Regions from separate parts of the Sus scrofa genome. Here region 2 is linked to region 1. Evidence: chromatin contacts called from public Hi-C data. All regions are on one chromosome and are shown on one strand. The core of a region is the stretch at or near the end of the contact, and the rest is flanking DNA. Distances in the headings are between cores, read along the strand shown.

Region 1 (4,173 bases), core at 257-2,756:
TTCAGGGCTGGGAAGTGGGGAGGTGTGTAGTCTTCATAGTTTCAAATTACACTTTAAATTATGAAATGTTTCAAAAGTACTGTAAGCATACAGAAAACAGTGTGACAGGCGTTCCTCTTGTGGCTCAGTGGTTAACGAACCTGACTAGTGACCCATTAGGACTCAGGTTTGATCCCTAGCCTCACTCAGTGGGTTAAGGATCCGGCGTTGCTGTGAGCTGTGGTGTAGGTCACAGACGCAGCTTGGATCCCACGTTGCAGTGACTGTGGTGTAGGCTGGCAGCTGCAGCTCTGATTTGACCCCTAGCCTAGGAACCTCCATGTGCCAAGGGTGTGGCCCTAAAAAGCAAGAAAAAGAAAAAAAAGGAAAAGGAAAGGTACCCATCAGCGTACCCGCCACCTTGCTTTCACAAATGTCTCAGGGCATTTAGTGCCCTAATATTTCTAAACAACCATTCATCTTAGAATAGTCTAAGATTTACAGGAAAATTATAGATAGTACAGAGTTACAGATTCCCACACCCAGTTTTGCCTCTTATTAACATCTTAACATTAATATAGTGTATTTGTCATAATGACGAACTAAACTGATAATTAACTAAAGTTCATACTTTATTCAGATCGCCTTAGTTTTTATCTGTGTCCTTCTGTTTGGGGATCCCGTCCAGGATGCCACAGTACCTTTGGCCATGATGTCATTTCGTGGAGCCATCATGTCACAATGGTGGTCTGTCGGTGTAAGGCTTTGTGTGGGGGACCCCCTCCGTCCCCATGCTCCCTCCCCTTCCTGAGAACAGCGGTCTTTCTCAGAAGCCACAATTTCCTGTTTATTTCTGCTCCAGAAACTCCTCTCCGATTCAGCATTTCACAACCCCCAAATATTCCATTTTCTGACACCCAGATTTATCACCGCTGGCTGGAATCCAGAGAACTGATAACTAGATATGGCGAGAATGGCCCTGCCCAGGTGTCGGTCATGTTGCCATTTGTGCTGCTCTTCAGGGGTTCGTGTGATTGGAGGGAAGGGCCGACCAGAATTCCTCCTTCCCGTTTCTGGGAACCAGTAACCGGGACACTCATGGGAAAAGCTGAGGCCCTGGGCCTATTTCCCATTTCTTACCTTTGTCTCTTAAGAAAGAAATCTCCTAACTGGGAGCAGCTGAAGAAAGCCTGCCTTTTTCCTAAGTGACTCTAGTCCAGCACCTATTTGGGTGGCTATTAGAAGCTTGGATTTTAAACCCCTGTATTTTTACAGCTGTAGAATCTAGTGCTTGAGTTGATTTAACAAGCAGCCGTGGGTTGGTTTTCTGGCTTAAGTCGGCCACTGGCGCTCTGGGAAAACTTGATCTTGGGCCTGTTTCTAGGAAAGAGTTCCGTAATTTTTACTTACACATTGACGCCGCCTGTTGTTCCTGCTGGCCACGCCTTAATTCTGAATGGGCGTGAGCACGTGATGGATGATTCAGATACTTAAGCCGTGAACATTAAAGATTCCCGATGGAGTTGGGAGTCCGGAGGGGCGGTGTCCTTGGCCCTGGTCTGCGGCCGGCAAGCCCTGCCTGTGATGTTTCCCTATGCCTCGGCCGCAGAATCAGAGGTGCCTGCAGCCCCGGCTGTCAGGTGTTATTCTGTGTCACTTAAGCTAAGATTACTAGGCAGCTTTGGTCATTTTTAGCACATTGGTTCTGGAGGCCTTTGCATCCGCCGGGAACCTGTTAGAATTGCGCATTCTCGGGGCGAGGCCGGCAGTGTGAGTTGTAACAGGCCCTCCCCTTGATTCTGACACACAACCGGTTTGAAAAGCACGGTTAGTGTATAACCCATGCTGAATGCCTCTCCCCTCTTTACCCCCACTTTCTTCTCAGATCATTAGATAGCATATTTTATTCAACCAAATAATATTTAGTGAGCAGACCCTGTGCTGGGTACCAGGGCAGGGCTGGATGGGGGGGGGGGGTGGAGTCAGGGGTAGACCAGCCACACTGCGTGTCCTGGGGGAGCTGCGATCAGTGGTTCTCAGCCCTGGCTGCATATTAGAATCACCTGAGGGGCTTTTAAAAATCTAGGTGCAGGGAGTGCCCCTTATGGCTCAGCAGTTAATGAACCCAGCTAGTATCCATGAGGACGCAGGTTCGATCCCTGGCCTTGCTCTGTGGGTGGCCAGCGTGGCGGTGGCTGTGGCGTAGACCAGCAGCTACAGCTCCGATTCGAACCCTAGTCTGGGAATCTGCATATGCTGTGGGTGCAGTCCTAAAAAGGCCACACATACAAAAATCTAGGTGCCTTCACTTAGTGGGTCTTTAATCTTCTGTCAGTTACATCAGACTCGTTGGGGCCGTTCCCAGGTATTAACCAAAAAGCTCCCCAGTGAGAAGCACGGGCCTGGTGGGTGAGAAGGTCCTCGTTGGGACATTTCAGAACCATGTGGTACGTGTGACAGTGGCATGACTAGAGGTTGCATTGGGAGCAGATGGCGGGGGGTCGCTGTCCCCAGGCTGGAGTTTGGAGTAATAAAGGAGGAGACGTAGCTGCAAAGCTTTTCTCCAGGTTTTCTCTAAAGGAAGGTGAAAACGTGGTTTAAATGTGGATCCACATGTGATCTCAAAACAAGTTGTGAGGACAATCTCGGGAGAGTTGCTTTCTCCTACGATGCATGTAATTCTTGCTCCGTCTGCCCCTTAACTCTCAATGGCAGCGGATGGCAAGGGACCATCAGGGGCCACACCCGGAGCAGACAGTGTGCCCTTTGATCTGTTCTCCTTCCTTGGAAACGCCTCCTCAGGCTTTGTCTTACCACCTGCTTGGACCCCGTGAACTCCCAGGCACTCCTCCCTAAGAGGAAGCCGCTCAGGGTCTCACCCACACCCTTGCCAGGTCTTCAGTGCCGTCCTATCAGCAACAAATTCCTTCCCAAGAATTTTGATCTTTCTTTCCATGATGTAAGAGATTTTTTTTAAGACGTAAAGGAGATGTTTATATAATAAATAATTCCTTATTCATGAGTCGCTGCGCTTTTGATTCAGAAGGTCAGATGGGGAGATTTAATATGAAATATTGGCTGTCTTTGTCAATTGCTGTGCCCTGTTACCATGCTGTAAGCCAGAAATAGAAGCGACCTGTTTTCAATGACAGATCAAAATTTAGTGCTATGTTGATGGTCCAGAATGAAGATTTTTTGACACAGGGAATGAAATACATACCTGTGCATTTCTGGTTGTGATTTAGCTGACCAAGTAGTTCAGTTATAATTATATTTTTATTCCTGGAGATCATTACTCTGAATGAAAAATGCTTCAGTGTCCAGACTATTAAGATGTGGAGGGTGAACATTATTTAAATCAAAATTTTTTTTTCTGGACTGTTAAACAGCTTTATGAGCATGTGGAGGCTAGAATATGGTTGTTAGCATTTAAAATTAAAGGAAAACATGGAAAACTTTTTTGGTGTAAGAAATAAACTTGACTGTCAATTACTGTATGCTGCCTTCTGTGACCCATCTCTTCTGGTCCCTTAAGCCCCTTATAATGTAATGGGGAGGCCCGTCTAGTAAATATACAGTCGACATAAATCTGAGGATATGAATATTATAACAGGGCATTGAAGAGAAGGGCTGTGGGGAACAGGCTGGTGGGGAGTTGTTTATCATTTTATATGAGAAACAGCGCTCTTGGGATTGAAATATCTTAAGAGTATGTGCGAGTGCCCGTTGTTGCTTGGCAGGTTAAGGACCCGACATAGTGTCCGTGAGGATATCGGTTTGATCCCTGGCCTCGCTCAGAGGGTTAAGGATCTGGCATTGCCACAAGCCTCTTCGTAGGTCCCAGATGTGGCTCAGATCCCGCACCGCTGTGGCTGTGGCATAGGCCAGCAGCTGCAGCTTCTGTATGCTGCGGCTATGGCTGTAAAAAGAAAAAAAAAAAAAAAAGCAGTAAGTGTAGTTTGATCTGGCTCTGGATCTCTGTGTTGTTTTCCACTGGAAAATATTTCCCTGGGCGTCGATTACCAAGGTGTTAGAAAAACTTAAACTGTCCTCTCACCCTCATGCTTAAAAGGCTCAATGTTTATAAGGGACAAAGATGATGTAAACATCCAGCAAACCAAACAGTGTTCTCATTATGACACCTCCCTTCTGCCTTTCATTTGAGAAAGTAGAGGCTGATGTTTGTGTAGAAAC
Region 2 (4,400 bases), core at 978-3,477, 290 kb after region 1:
AAATTTGAGATATAGGAGTTCCTGCTGTGGCTCAGCGGGTTAAGAACCTGATATAAGAGGCAAAGCAGAAACAATCCAACTAGGAACCATGAGGTTTCGAGTTCGATTCCTGGAGGTTTCGAGTTCGATTCCTGGCCTCGCTCAGTGGGTTAAGGATCCGGTGTTGCTGTGAGCTGTGGTGTAGGTCACAGATGCAGCTCAGATCTGGCATTGCTGTGGCTATGGCGTAGGCTGGCAGCTACAGCTCTGATTCGACAGCTAATCTGGGAAACTCCATATGCCATGGGTGCAGCCCTAAGAAGCAAAAAAAACAAAAACAAAAACAAAAGCAAAAAAAGGCCTAGGCTCTTAGGAATTTTGAAGTATATAATATAGTTGACTATAATCACTATGCTGTTTATTAAATTTCTGGAACTTACTCATCTTCTAGCTGTAAGTATGTACACTTTGCACTTTACTTTGTACCTTATTTTAAGAGGTTATAAACAATGAATAAGTTTAAGCCTCTATACTTGAGTCTCTGTTACCCACAGTTGAGCCTAAGCCTAACTGATATAAAATTATAGATTGCTTGGGGTTAACTCAAATTTTCCAAGCTCACTGAAGAGATTCAGGTACTGTCAATAGTTATTCTCCATATGAAAAATAAGGAGAGACTCTAAGGCAAGGTGATTTAGTTAAGATTTTATATTTAAGCTCCAAATTAATTCACTGATGGCCTAGGATACAAGCACATGACTCTGAAGTCAATCCCCAAACACATTTAATATCCTTTCCACATTTTATTCTTCTGCCTAAACAAATAACTGTAATGCTTGTGAGAAACAGTAGGCCTTTTGCCAATTTTTCTAGCTGAGAACAGATGCAAAGGATTCCTTTTGCTCATGGTCTTGAGATAAACCCAAAACCAGGGTTTTGGTTTTTGGTTTTTGTTTCTTCTTTTTTAGGGCAGCAGGTGCGGCATATGGAAGTTCCCAGGCTGGTGGTTGAATCAGAGCTACAGCTGCCGGCCTGCGCCAGAGCCACAGCAACTCCAGATCTGAGCCACGTCTGTGACCTGCACCACAGCTCATGGCAATGCCAGATCCTTAACTCACTGGGCAAGGGCAGGGATGGAACCCGCAACCTCATGGTTTCTAGTCGGATTCGTTAACCATTAAGCCACCATGGGAACCCCTGATTCACAATTTTTAAAAATTAGACTCCATTTATAAGCATAAAATATTGCCTATATTCCCTGTACTGGACAATATATCCTTGTAGGTTATTTTATTTTAATTTTATTTTCTTTTATTCTTTTTCTGGCTACCATATGGAGGTCCTGGGCCAGAGATCAGACTCAAGCTGCGGTTGCAACCTACGCTGCAGCTGGGGCAACGCTGGATCCTTTAACCCACTGTGCTGGGCTGGGGATTGAACCGACATCCTGGGGGATCACCGAGACACCACTGATCCCGTTTCGCTACAGCAGGAACTTCTTCCTTCTCATTTTTTAAAGTTTTATTAAAACTATAGTTGCTTTACAATGTCATGGTAATTTCTATCTTCCACAATTTCTGGATCTTTACCCTCATTCTCACAAGATGCTCTCCTGGGCTCCAAGCACCACCCTTCACATTGAAAACAAAAAGGCTGGGAGTTCCCGTCGTGGCGCAGTGGTTAACGAATCCGACTAGGAACCATGAGGTTGTGGGTTCGGTCCCTGCCCTTGCTCAGTGGGTTAACGATCCGGCGTTGCCGTGAGCTGTGGTGTAGGTTGCAGACGCGGCTCGGATCCTGTGTGGCTGTGGCTCTGGTGTAGGCCGGTGGCTACAGCTCCGATTCGACCTCTAGCCTGGGAACCTCCATATGCCGCGGGAGCGGCCCAAAGAAATAGCAAAAAGACAAAAAAAAAAAAAAAAAAAAAAGAAAAAGAAAACAAAAAGGCTGGGGGTGGGAGGTGGGGAGACCCTTTTTTTTTCTTTTCTTCTTTCCCAGAAATTCCCAGCAGACTTCCCTTTATGTCACAGGCCAGAATTGAGGGCACGAGAGAAGCTGAGAATGCAAGTGCTTGGCATTTTCTGCCTCTGCTGTGGGAGACTGTGCTGCCAGCAAGGAAGACAGAGCAGAGGAGGTCTGACCTTGGGAAGGCAGCCAACAGTGTCTGCCACAGGGGCTTGGTAGCTATGGTCACTGCATGGGCCTTGCCAGTTTCCAGTGGCCAATGAGCTGAAACACAGCCTGTGCAGTGTCACAGGCAGCGGGAGCAAGAGGAGAGGGGAAACCGCACGGCTGGTATAGAAAGGCAGTCTGATGACGTGGCAGCCTGCAGAAGTCAGAACACTTGTCTTGCTCCCTAATCCACAAAGCCGCTCAAGCCAGCAGGAGAAAACAGCCAGGGTAATCGACAGAGTACTGAATACGACATAATGAATGTTGCCCATGAAATCCTTGCTGGATTATTTCCCCACTCTGAAGCCTCAGGCAGGTTGAAACTGATCTTTCTGATGGGATTTCCTCTTGGAACGATTTGCCAGGAAGTTTACTCCGTATTTGTTTGTTCATATTTTTATTCATGAGTGCTCCTGCAGCGCAGGAGGATTAAGATCAGAGTAGGTATTTAGGAACTCAGTGAGCAAATCCAGAAGCCAATGGACAGAGCATGGTTTGCTCTGTTATCAAAGATATTACGATCTTTCATTTGCATGTATTAATGAGGACACGTTCCCCTACAGAAGCCAAGGAAGAATGCCATCTTCCCAGCAGCCTCAAAAGAGCTATTCTCCGTATTTCCATTAAAATAAAGCGGTTAATGCATAGCAAAGCCAGAGGGGGATTGACGGGTCATTGTATATTGTAAATTGTAGACAAACATCTTTTGTTGCTGCGGTTCATAAAAACATGATAATAAACATCCTAATCAAATTTAAAAGGCAAGCATTTGAATATTTTTAATTAAAAGGACTAGGGCAGAGTGCTACATTTAGCTGAATCTAGAGTTCCCACTTCAGGCTTGAATCCTAAATGTGGGCATTATTGCTTTTTACAATACACCATTGATAGAACACCAACTTTAAAGCCAATTAAAGGTTGGCAATCTTCCTACCATTGGCAAAGTAACACTTGTTAACAGTTTCCCCTTGTGACACGTTTCAGCATAATCACTGATTTCTGGAAACCTTATTTAGCACTTACGGATATTTTGAAATCTCTAATGAATTTCTTTTTATAGACATTTTTACATTTTACTCTAATTTTTTAAAGGTGTTCAGGTAGTTTAATTTTTTTTTTCAGGTAGTTTAATTTTATACACTCAGATGGTGCATGTACCGAGATATTTATGTGGGAAGGACAAAATGTTAGTGTGTAGAACTAAGCACTATTTTCTGTAAATAACGGTTTGTTCATAATACTCAGATTTTAATGGTTCCATTTCTGAAATCGAATTGTATCCAAATTCATTCAGAAAAACTTCACCTTAGAACCTGAACAAGCAGATATTTTTCTATTTAATAAGTTACAAGTTCTTGTCATTTAAGATTTGGCTAAAAAAAAAAATAGAATAAGTAAATTCTTCCACAGTTATTTACTACAAATAAAAGTGTTTTGGAGGCTAGTAAAATCTTTTTTTCATTTCATATGGAAATAATTTGATAAGCTTGGCAAGGATGTGACAAATGAGCTAAGACTATTCAAGTTATTTTAGTCTTTAGTTACTAGCACTAAACAGAGAACTGGTTTTCACCAACTAAAGAACAGCTTGAGTGCATACTTTGCAAATGCTAATGAGAAAATGAACAAGAGCTGGTTCTCACTTAGGTTTTGTATTCTGGCAAGCATCAGGTAGAAAATATTAATTCAAGATGACATAGTGACTTCAGATTATAGAAGACATGCTGATATTCAATATTAGAAACAGATAAAATTAATACAAGAAGAAACAATGTTTTCAGATAGTGATAGTAGATTGATTTAGGTAGATTAATTGAGCGATCATCACAAAACTAGCAACCTTCAGAAGCTGCTTAAACCATTTTGCTTTTTGTCATCTCATCACAGGTAAATTAGCAACACTGTACAGAATCAGAGAATCATGAAAGCCACTTTATTTGTTTGTTTGTTTGTTTTGTCTTTTTAGGGCTGTATCAATGAAATATGGAAGTTCCCAGGCTAGGGGTCAAATCGGAGCTGCAGCTGCCGGCCTACTCCAGAGCCACAGCAACACCAGAACCGAGCCAGCTCTGTGACCTACACCACAGCTCACAGCAACGCCGGATCCTTAACCCACTGAAGTGAGCAGGCCAGGGATCGAACCCGCAAACCTCATGGTTCCTAGTCAGATTTGTTTCCACTGTGGCACGACGGGGGGAACTCCTGTAAATGATGTTGTTAATAGTGGAAAACAACCCACATAGATAAAA

The links. Hi-C and Micro-C count contacts between places; a contact is called where the count stands out from the background.
Region 2: a Hi-C map of fetal heart ventricle shows a contact between it and region 1, with 3 times the contacts expected there. The contact joins two enhancer-like sites. A contact is called at or near these places in 10 of 47 Hi-C or Micro-C datasets (alveolar macrophages, embryonic fibroblasts, epiblast stem cells and 7 more) and 1 of 2 datasets of contacts at active chromatin or transcription factors (skeletal muscle).

Annotation. Positions count from the first base shown.
Region 1 is chr18:44,657,170-44,661,342 of Sscrofa11.1, forward strand. The region is part of intron 1 of JAZF1 (JAZF zinc finger 1); the gene reads left to right. Among named protein-coding and RNA genes, the nearest start is that of JAZF1, 170 kb to the left of the region's middle. Within about 2 kb of position 1,507, at least 14 of the 83 cell types and tissues checked have an H3K27ac peak or open chromatin away from gene starts, as enhancers often do.
Region 2 is chr18:44,949,729-44,954,128 of Sscrofa11.1, forward strand. No RefSeq gene overlaps it. Among named protein-coding and RNA genes, the nearest start is that of HIBADH, 33 kb to the right of the region's middle. Within about 2 kb of position 2,228, at least 36 of the 83 cell types and tissues checked have an H3K27ac peak or open chromatin away from gene starts, as enhancers often do.